Linked DNA regions of Mus musculus: region 1 is linked to region 2. Evidence: chromatin contacts called from public promoter capture Hi-C data. All regions are on one chromosome and are shown on one strand. Each heading gives the region's core, a stretch centred on a gene start, on an enhancer-like site or on the middle of the called end of the contact. The rest is flanking DNA. Distances are from core to core; before and after follow the strand shown.

Region 1 (4,744 bases), core at 955-3,454, 81 kb after region 2:
ACTCAGGGGTTAAGAGCACTGACTGCTCTTACGTAGGTCATGAGTTCAAATCCCAGCAACCACATGGTGGCTCACAACCATGTGTAATGAGAAAATTAAAGGCCTGGTGCGAGAGGGAAGTGGGGAGAGGGGGAACAACTGATGCTGGAGAGCAAACGCAGGTTCTCATTCTTGCATGACTAGTCAGCGCTCTACTTGACTGGACCATCTGCCCAATCCTGGTTAGTCCTTTTTTTTTTTTTTTTTGTATAGACTTTATTATTAAAAAATCCTTTAAGTAAATAAAAGTATCACACACCCAAAAATGTAGACCCAAAGTCCATATAACTTAGTGAACTTATGCACAGTTAGAATTGGTATTAGAGGGGGCTGGTAAGATGACTGCTCTTCCGAAGGTCCTGAGTTCAAATCCCAGCAACCACATGGTGGCTCACAACCACCCGTAATGAGATCTGACACACTCTTCTGGTGTGTCTGAAGACAGCTACAGTGTACTTATGTATAATAATAAATGAAGCTTGGGCTGGAGCAAGCAGGGACTGAACGAGCGGTATTGACCAGAGTGAGCTGAGGTCCTAAAAATTCAATCCCTAAAAACCACATGAAGGCTCACAAACATCTGTATAGCTAAGGTGTACTCACATACATAAAATAATCTTCCTTTAAAAAAATTGGTATTAGAAACAAATTGTAGCAAAGCGAGGTGTTTAATTCCAGCACCAGGAGTCAGAGGCAGGCAGATCTCTGAGCTGGAGGCCAGCCTGGTCTACATAGTTCCAGGACAACCAGGGCTACATATAGAAACATTGTCTCAACCTAAAGAGGAAGAGAAAAGAAACCAGCCACGAAGCATCACCACATAAACACATACCACCCAGCAAAAACTCCATGGCAAGAGTGAAAGTAGGAAAGCAATGACCTTTATGTCCTCTGGCTACATGCTTTTTTGACAGTCTCACTATGTTTAAGGTAATACAAAATCCCGCTTAAGGTGAAAAATCCTTCTGAGCGCTGGGATCTCAGGTCCCACTGCCACATTGGTGTTGGCTCCTGCCTGTCAGGTCTCGCCTGACAGCTCTGGTCTCAGAACTAGCAGGAGAAATGAAGGTGAAGGGCTGGGACCCCAAGGCTCCAGAAAAGACACCCCCAGATGTCTAGGCAGAGCAGGGATCTCCAGTCTTCCTTGGCAGCCTGCTCACACAGGAGAGTGCTGGGCTAGCATTTCAGGCAGCGAAGGAGCAAGTGTGTCCAAACTTCTGAGCCTGAGATTAAGGCCTTGCCAGCTACAAGGTTCCTCATCAAAAGTCCCACAATCTAGTAAGGAAAACATTGCATAAGGTCGACAGTTCCCTGGTAGAGGACATGTTCTTCATAAGCACAAGGCCGTGAGTTTGAACCCCCAGGACTCACTGGCCAGGCAACCTGGTCACATCACTGAGTGGCAGGCCCATGAGACAGACTGTCTCAAAACCAAGATGGACAGACTGGATGTTCTGAGGAACACCTGAAGTTGACCTCTGACCTCCACACACAAGTGCACACACAGACAAACACACCTGAACACACGTGCACACAAATATAAATCTAACAAAAGAGGGAGATGACTCGATGTTTTAAATAACTTCACAATTTGGTGTTAGGCCACAGACTGAAGCTGCTTCAGTCCAATGAGAAAGATCCTCTTTGCATGCGAAGTGGGCTCTAGACTACATTCCGGGAAAGTGCCAAGAGACTCCTAGCCAAAGGCCGGCACTCCACGATGCAAGAACACAACAGAGAGCCTGAGAGTCAACGGGGTGGCTGTAAGCAGCTTGGGAAGGGCCAACTCACTTCTCAGCCCCATTTCCACTCCCTCTCAGCGCCACTGGGGAGATGCTCAGTGGGGGAAATACCTAGTACTTAAACACAGACGAAGAGCACACAGAAAAAGCCAGGTGTGGCATTATGCACATGTAACCACAGCACTGAGGAAATTGGAGGTAGAACGGAGACAGGAGGATTCCTGGCACTTGCTGGCCAGCCAGGCTAGCCAATCAGGGAGCTCTGGGGTCAGTGGAAGACCAGGAAGAGCTGGAGGGATGACTTAGCAGCTAAAAGCTAGTACTGTTCTTGTAGAATGTCCATCCAGTTAACTCCCTCCCTGACCACCTCCTGTTTCCTGACTAGCAAAGCAAGGCGAGGGTGGTGATTGGAGTGTTAATGTGCTCATTATGCAAGCCATTATGAGAGGCAGTCCTTAGCAGCTTCGAGGCAGTGGGGGACCCGAATGAGAACAAATGGATTGTAGAAGATTGCTGGGGTCAGGGGAAGGAACCACGGTCGCATTGGAAAATGAAAAGGAGAGCAATTTAGTGAGTTTTCGTGAGTTCGCTGTGGTGTCCAGGCTTCCGGGCCCAGACTCTGCAGTTCCCTCTGTGGCCAGAAGAGGGGGCGAGAGGCCGATGCTGTGCATAGTTTCCAGGCAGACTAGGTCACTCGGGAGTGAGATTAGCATTCCAGAGCCAAATCAGGCTAGCCGTGCTGTCTGGTCTTGTCTCATCCAGGCAGAAGGGAGGGGACAGTCGCCAGCCGCCAGAGTAAGAGCAAACAATAAAGGGAGGGCCAAGGAAAGACGCCCCTAGGTCGGAAAGCAAAGCTCTGAGTCTCTGTAGGTTTGAGGGAGTGGCCAGACTGTCTATGGGCTTTTCCTGCCTCCAACGCTCTGGACACTGGACAAGGACAATGCTGATATCCAAGGAGAAAGGAGGCTGATATTCAAACCCAGTGTAGAAGAAAGCTACCTAGGGGACAGGAGTGGGGACAGGCCCAGGTCTGCCCTGCAGTTTCTGCAGACATCTGAGGCCAGAGACCTGGCCTGGGGCCTGTATTCTGGGCTCAGGATAGATCGCCTGAACCTACTTTAAAAGGCTATTGTTAGCTCCCAGTAAGAGGCTTATTGCTCTTCCGGAGGACCTGAGTCCAGTTTCTAGCACTCAGGTGTGGACTGTTCCAGAGGATCCAACGGCCTCTTCCAGGCTCTGGGGACTCCTGCACTCAGGTGCTGCACATAAATCTGCACAGGTAGGGGACTCAGAGATGGCTCAGTGGTTAAGATGACTGGTTGCTCTTCCAGAGGTCCTGAGTTCAAATCCCAGCAACCACACGGTGGCTCACAACCGTCTGTAATGGAATCCGATGCCCTCCTCTGGTGTGTCTGAAAGCTGAGAACTCGTACATAAAGCAAATAAATAAATATTTTAAAAACCAAAACAAAAGACTGTGCAGGTAGACATATACATAAAAATGACAAATCTGACCGAGAGAGAGAGAGAGAGAGAGAGAGAGAGAGAGAGAGAGAGAGAGAGAGAGAACTGTTGTCTCCTTTTCTCTAACACAAGGGGATCCTAGCCAGTTGACTAGATCACATTCTCTCTTGACCCTCTTCATTCTGTTATGCCATCTAACTGGGGTCACTGCAGGGCAGACAGAAGCAGATGCCAGAAGTGGAGAACCTCTTGAAAATAGTCACCCCAGGATAGCTGACCTACTGGGGAGGAAGAGACATTTCCGTAGCCCACTTAAGTCACCTGTTGTTGCTCTGTCTGAGGCCATCGCCTGTAGATCATCCCAAAATTCCCTTTAGTAAATGGGTAACTGCTGAACACGCCAAGAGGACCCCTAAGTCCACTGATCAGTACCCAAGTGCTTCCAGTATCCGGTACCCATCTGTCCTAGTCAGGGTTTCTAATACTGCACAAACATCATGACCAAGAAGCAGGTTGGGGAGGAAAGGGTTTATTCAGCTTACACTTCCACATTGCTGTTCATCACCAAAGGAAGTCAGGATAGGAACTCACACAGGTGGAACCTTGGAGGCAGGGGTGGATACAGAAGCCGTGGAGGGGTGCTGCTTGCTGGCTTGCTTCCCCTGGCTAGCTCAGCTTGCCTTCTTATAGAACCCAGGACTACCAGCCTAGGGATGGCACCACCCACATAGGGCTGGGCCCTCCCCACTTGATCACTCACTAATTGAGAAAATGTGTTATAGCTGGGTCTCATGGAGGCATTTCCTCAAGGGAGGATCCTTTCTCTGTGATAACTCCAGCTTGTGTCAAGTTGACACTAAACCAGCCAGTACACCATCTAAAACCAGATTTTATTTTTAATTATATGTTGCGGGGGTAGAGAGGGGAATTGCATGTGTGTGCAGGTATATGTGAAGTCCAGGAGAAGGGGTCAGATCCCTGGAGCTAGAGTTACAGGTGGTTGTGAGCATCCTGACATGAGTGCTAAGGCTCTGATCTCGAGTCCTCTGCAAGAGCAGTGAGAGTGTCCTTAACCATTAAGCCACCTCCCAGCCTTCCTTCCTTCCTTGGTTTTATTTTTGAGGCAAGATCTCCCTATGTAGCTCAGGCTACCCTGGAAACCATGATCCTTCTAGCTCAGTCTGCTGGGTGCTGAGGTGTAGCATCATACCCAGCTATACTGAATCCTTCAAAGGATTTTGTTTTTTTATTTTATGTGTATGAGTGCTTTGCCTGTGTGTGCACCATAAGTGTGCAATGCCCACACAGTCAGAGGAGAGCACTAATTCCCCTGGGACTGAAGTAACAGATGGTTGTGAGCTGCCATACTGGTGCTGGGAACCGAACCTCCGTCCTCAGTAAGAGCATCCAGTGCTCTTAACTGCTGAGCCATCTCTCCAGCCCTAGTTAAATATTTTAATAGCACCATAGACTGGCACTCCTCCTAAATACAAGCTCAA
Region 2 (4,955 bases), core at 2,171-4,670:
GATGAATGTAGGCTAGATCAGGGTGACAAAGCTAGCTAGGACTGGTTTTTGCCATCCCGACACTGGGGCACAGAGAGACGGCTGAATATTACCATCCATGGGCTTGAAGATAGACCTATATAGACGCTCCAGTCTGAACTAAAGGAAAACTGGGTTTATGTTGACAGCGAGAACATTGGAGGCTTGTGAGAGGATAAGTCATGAAGGGCACTGGAGAGAGGCCCCATTGGTGAAGAGTGCTTGTACCCACATCACCCTGTAACATCAGCTCCAGGGGAATCCTCCACTAGCTTCTTGCAGGTATATATGCATATAGATAAAATTTAAAAATATATAGAACTTAATCCAGAAGCAGAAAGAGAGGTTAGGGCTGGGGAAAAGAGTCCAGTAAGTCATGGCTAAAACGATCCTCAAAGTGCAAAAGACGTAAAACTGGCAGATTCAAAAAGCCCATCCCCCCTCCTCAAGGAAAACCCAGAGAAATCCATACCAATAGCACATGGGTTCACATGCCAGCCTTTCTGGATAGCCTGCCCACGGCTGGCTCCCAGTCACCCTTGCGGGCAGGTTGCCTTAGGGAACAGTTTCCCTGAGCATCTTTGGCAGGGGAGCTGTTTATTATGCAACAGTAGGATTTGTTTCTTTGAAGCCTCCAGACCTAGGCAGAGTTCTGTGAGCCTGCACAGACCCTCTTTCCTCCCTGAAGGTTCAAGATGGACACCAATTCCCTTGGTCTAGGCATCTGTGAGTTGAACTGCTACTAAGCTGTTTGATAGTGACCGCTACTCGGCAGCACGTGGAGCCAGAGGAACTGCTAGCCTCTTCCCCACTTTGCTGTTTTTGCACAAGTGTCTGACTCATCCTGCTTTGCATGCTGGTCCCTCCTCAGTTCAGTGAAGTAACCAGAAGTTGCAAAAATGCTCTCTGGAGGATGGCCTTGCTTGCAACCTTACTCCAGTGTTGTAAACAGTCTCCTGGAGAAAGAGAGAGCCTTTCTGTTACTTAAAAGGTGAATAAACAAAAAAACCCATCTTTTAATCCCAGCTCTTGAGAACCAAAGGCTGATTGATCTCTGTGAGTTTGAGCCAGCCTGGTCTACAGGGTGAGTCCAGAGTGACCAGAGTGGCCTAAAGGAAGACTCTGTCTCAAAACAACAACAACAACAACGATTTTAAGTTCCTTTTGTGTATACCAGTATGTTTGTGTGAGGGTACAGATCTGGAGATCAAAGGGCAGCCTGCAGGAACCGAGTCTCTTCTATCATCTGGATCTGGGAATCAAACTCAGGTCCCTTAAGATTGGCAGCGTTCGTCTTTACTTACTGAGTTGTATCAATAGCCTCAACCCTAGAACACCCAATTATCAGGCTGTCCACCTTGCACTCAGAGATCTCTTGTCTCTTCCTTGCTAGAGTAAGAGGTGTGAAGCCATCACACATGGACCTCTAGATAGATATTTTCTGAGGTTGGCTGACTCGCAAACATGGGACCTGCTTCAGGGCTAACCACACACTATGGCTTGAACATTAATCTTCCTACGTCCACCAGCTGGCCAGGTTCCGCCAACCTAGTAAGGCAAAGGGGCAGCAGCTCAGCTCCAGGACACGGTCGAGCAAGGTGGACAGCTTAATTATTGGCTATTTCTGCTAGTGGATGCTGTTTGAAACTGCTCAGTGGATCTACAGGCCTACCGAGCCTGGCTACTTCTCTTGAGGTCAGAGTCGAGCCAGCTGAGGAAATGGAGGGACCAAGATAAATGGTTAAACAAGAAGAGGAGCTTTTTGAGTTAGGGTCCCAAGTAGCCCAGGCTGGCCTTGAACTCATTATGTAGCTGAGGAGGACTTTGAACTCCAGGTCCTTCAGCAGTGACCTGCTGGGATAACGGATGTGCCTCCATGCATGGCTACTAGTTATTGCTTCTCCTCTCTAGGACGGGGTCTTACTGTGTAGCCTGGTTGGCCAGGCGTGTTAAGTATGTTATGCACTGCTGTGAAGGATACCTGACAAGAGCAATGGAATGGAACTGTTTATTTTGGTTCATGGTCAAGGGGACAGCGTGACAGGAGGGCATGACGGGAGCTTGGGGCAGATGGTCATACTTTATCCACTGTCAGGAAGGGAGCGAGGTGAATGCTGGGGCTCAGCTTCTTTCTCCTGCTTCACTCAGCCCGGACCCCAGCCTGTGGATAGTAGCGCCCGTCTTGGGGGAGTTTCCCCACCTCAGCTAACCTCATCTAGAAGCTTCCTCACAGCCCAGAGGCTTGTTTCTATGGTGATTCTGAATACTCCCAAGTTGACACTTGGTATTTGGATGGGGTGGTACACATCTGTAACCCCACCCTCAACCCCAGCACCCGGGAGACCTAGGTGGGAGGATTGAACCTTTGGAGTTAGCCTGGGCTACACTGTTTCAAAGTACAAATGAAAAAAGAAAAAAAAGGCAAAAGGACCCACATACAGGGAGTGGTCTGACCATCACAAGCCCCTTGCAGTGGCCTAAATGTAATTTGGGGGGTAACAGGTACATCAGCGCCCCTGTGCCCCACACTCTGCTGCCTTAGGAACTGCACACAAGGAAGGGCAGTCAGCCCTGTGACTTGGCTTTGTGAGCATCTGTCTGCTTTCCTTGAAAGCCAGGGGCCCAGGCTACCCTAGTAAGACAAAGAGTCCGTATCTGTTGCCTGCTGGCTCTGAGAGGAATACAAGTACTTGCTTTTCCGTGTTAGCATATCATTCCTGAGCAGACCCCAGCTGGCTGCAGTTGACTTGGAATGTCTGTTTCATCCCACTTCTGTGAGACAGACTCTTCTAGAAGCAGGTCCTACACACCTCCTGGTCTCAATTTGTGAATGTTTGACAGAAGGTGCGTGGGCTTATCAAAGACGAAGATAAGGTTGGACAGACACAGTCAGCACTGAATACATAGTGTGGTTGAAATATTTAATACAGTATTCTTGAGGACATGAGAGTTAAATTTGTCCTTTAGTGTCAGATACCAAAAAAAAAAAAATAAAGGCCGGGGGTCTGGGCCGGCAGTATAGTAGAACCCCCTTCCTGAGGCTGGGAGCTTTACTCAATGGTGGAGGGCCTGCCTAGGATTCCCAGTGATGGGCTGGAGACGTGGCTCAGTGGTAGAGCAGTATCTACCCTGTGGGAAGCCCTGGGTTTCATTCCCAGCACCACCCCATAAGGACGAGTAAGGATAAGTTGAGATGAGAGCCAGCTCTTAGAAAAGCATTTGTCTAAAATCCGAGAAGAAGCTGACTCTCAAGTGGGCTGTGGACTGGAAGGACAGATACCCCAGATTGAGGCTGGTTGGCTCAGTGCCTGAAGCTGTGACAGCAAACGGAAGCTGACAGGAAGCCACCTCAACTGGCCTGGGTTGCCGAGATATGACTCAGGCATTTCTGACTGAGTTGTGACTGGAGCAGCGCACACTCAGTCACAGGACTATGAGGAAGCAGAAGGGACAGCCTGCCCCTGGGGTTCTGGACCTCATGCTGTTATGACCCTGATCAGATCTACCTACCTGCCAGGTTTTCATGCTGAATAGGCCAGCTGAGCACTCCCAAGACCATGTCTGGTTCAGTGTCTCCCCAGGACTGAGAATTGAGGAAAGCTTTTTTTTACTTACAACTGTGGTGTGTTACAGCGTGGGGGGTGGGAGCTGAAGCCTGGAGGGCGGGGTGCGGGAAAGGCTGGGGTGGCATTTCCAGTTGGCCTCTCCTTGCGGGGGTGGGGGGCAGTGGATGACATTTCATTCTGTTGGCAATGATGGATGACTTCCTGTATGAAGCAGAGATGGTCCCTGCTTTAACAATGGCGTGAAAAGTCAGCGAGTTGGTACCTCGTAGGCTTCTCGGGGGATGATTTTGTCCAACAGACCATGAAACTGTCTTGAGCACCTCTCATGAAGCCAAGATGTTACAGTATTTGCTGAGTTAGTCATATTAAATACAGTGTGTGCACACGTGCGCGAGTGCTCCTGTGTGCGTGTACACACCAGTGAACAACCTTAAGTAGTGTTCCACAGGAAAGCCAACTCAGTCCTCTGCCCTCTGCCTTCCCAGCACTGGGACTGGGATCACTGGCATACCTGGCTTTACAGCTTTCTATTTTTATTTGTGTATGTGCTTGTGTATGAAAGCGTGTGTGTGTGCACGTGTGCGCGCGCACTGAAGCATGTGTGGAGGTTAGTAGACAATTTTCAGGAGTATATTCTTGTTCCAATGTGGGTCCCAGGCGTGGAATTCAGGTCATTGTGCCTAAACCTGCTGAGCCACCTCACCAACCATAGTCAGCTTTGTTTTTTTTTTAAATACAAGCTCCGGGGTTTGAACCCAGTTTCTCAGATTTGCAAAGCAAACACTTAGTCTTATCAACCCCTTAAATATACTTTTAAGTCAGTTTATGATGGTAGTCTCAGGACCTGACCCAAGCATCAGTTGAAAATCAGCTGTGATCAACGGTAAATGAATGTCCTTAGAGCCTTGGCATCAAGGATATTGTGGGCATCAGGCTTGCAGGTCTGGAAGCCTAGACTGTGTCGCTAGGACCTATGGATGTCAAACCAGCTCAGGGTTTCCAAGTACCAGATGCCAGGCTGTGTGTTAGAGACTCACTGTTAGTTGGACCTGTTCTTGAGGCCCAGGGTCTCCAGTTAATGTATTCTAGTCAGCCAGAATCTCCAGGGCCAGTTGCAAAGACTTAGGACCATGTCCCATTCAGACAACTCAAGAGCCCAGCCTTTGGGGCAAAGGAGCTATCTCTCTACTGGGGTCTTAACCATGTCTTTGTCTTTGTGGGCATGTGTGGGGGTCTTTGCAAACACCACAGCCATCAGCGTGTTGATTCAGGAGAAGCAAGAGGGAGCTTCGATTCAATACCACTAAGGCAGGCTTGGTTCAAATTTTAGGCAGTTTCTTTTAGGCATATTTAAGCACAGTATAATTTAGG

The links. Capture Hi-C pulls out chosen DNA fragments and counts their contacts.
Region 1: a promoter capture Hi-C map of adipose tissue shows a contact between it and region 2. The contact joins two enhancer-like sites. A contact is called at or near these places in 5 of 115 datasets of contacts at active chromatin or transcription factors (effector CD8 T cells, embryonic stem cells, microglia and 1 more) and 3 of 9 other capture datasets (adipose tissue, liver and pancreatic islet).

The regions. Positions count from the first base shown.
Region 1 is chr5:135,792,292-135,797,035 of GRCm38.p6, forward strand. No RefSeq gene overlaps it. Among named protein-coding and RNA genes, the nearest start is that of Mdh2, 16 kb to the left of the region's middle. Within about 2 kb of position 2,205, at least 225 of the 459 cell types and tissues checked have an H3K27ac peak or open chromatin away from gene starts, as enhancers often do. A contact at or near this core is called in adipose tissue and pancreatic cancer cells, where this site is marked.
Region 2 is chr5:135,710,216-135,715,170 of GRCm38.p6, forward strand. All of the region lies in intron 1 of Por (P450 (cytochrome) oxidoreductase), which reads left to right. Among named protein-coding and RNA genes, the nearest start is that of Mir7034, 23 kb to the right of the region's middle. Within about 2 kb of position 3,421, at least 229 of the 459 cell types and tissues checked have an H3K27ac peak or open chromatin away from gene starts, as enhancers often do. A contact at or near this core is called in adipose tissue and pancreatic cancer cells, where this site is marked.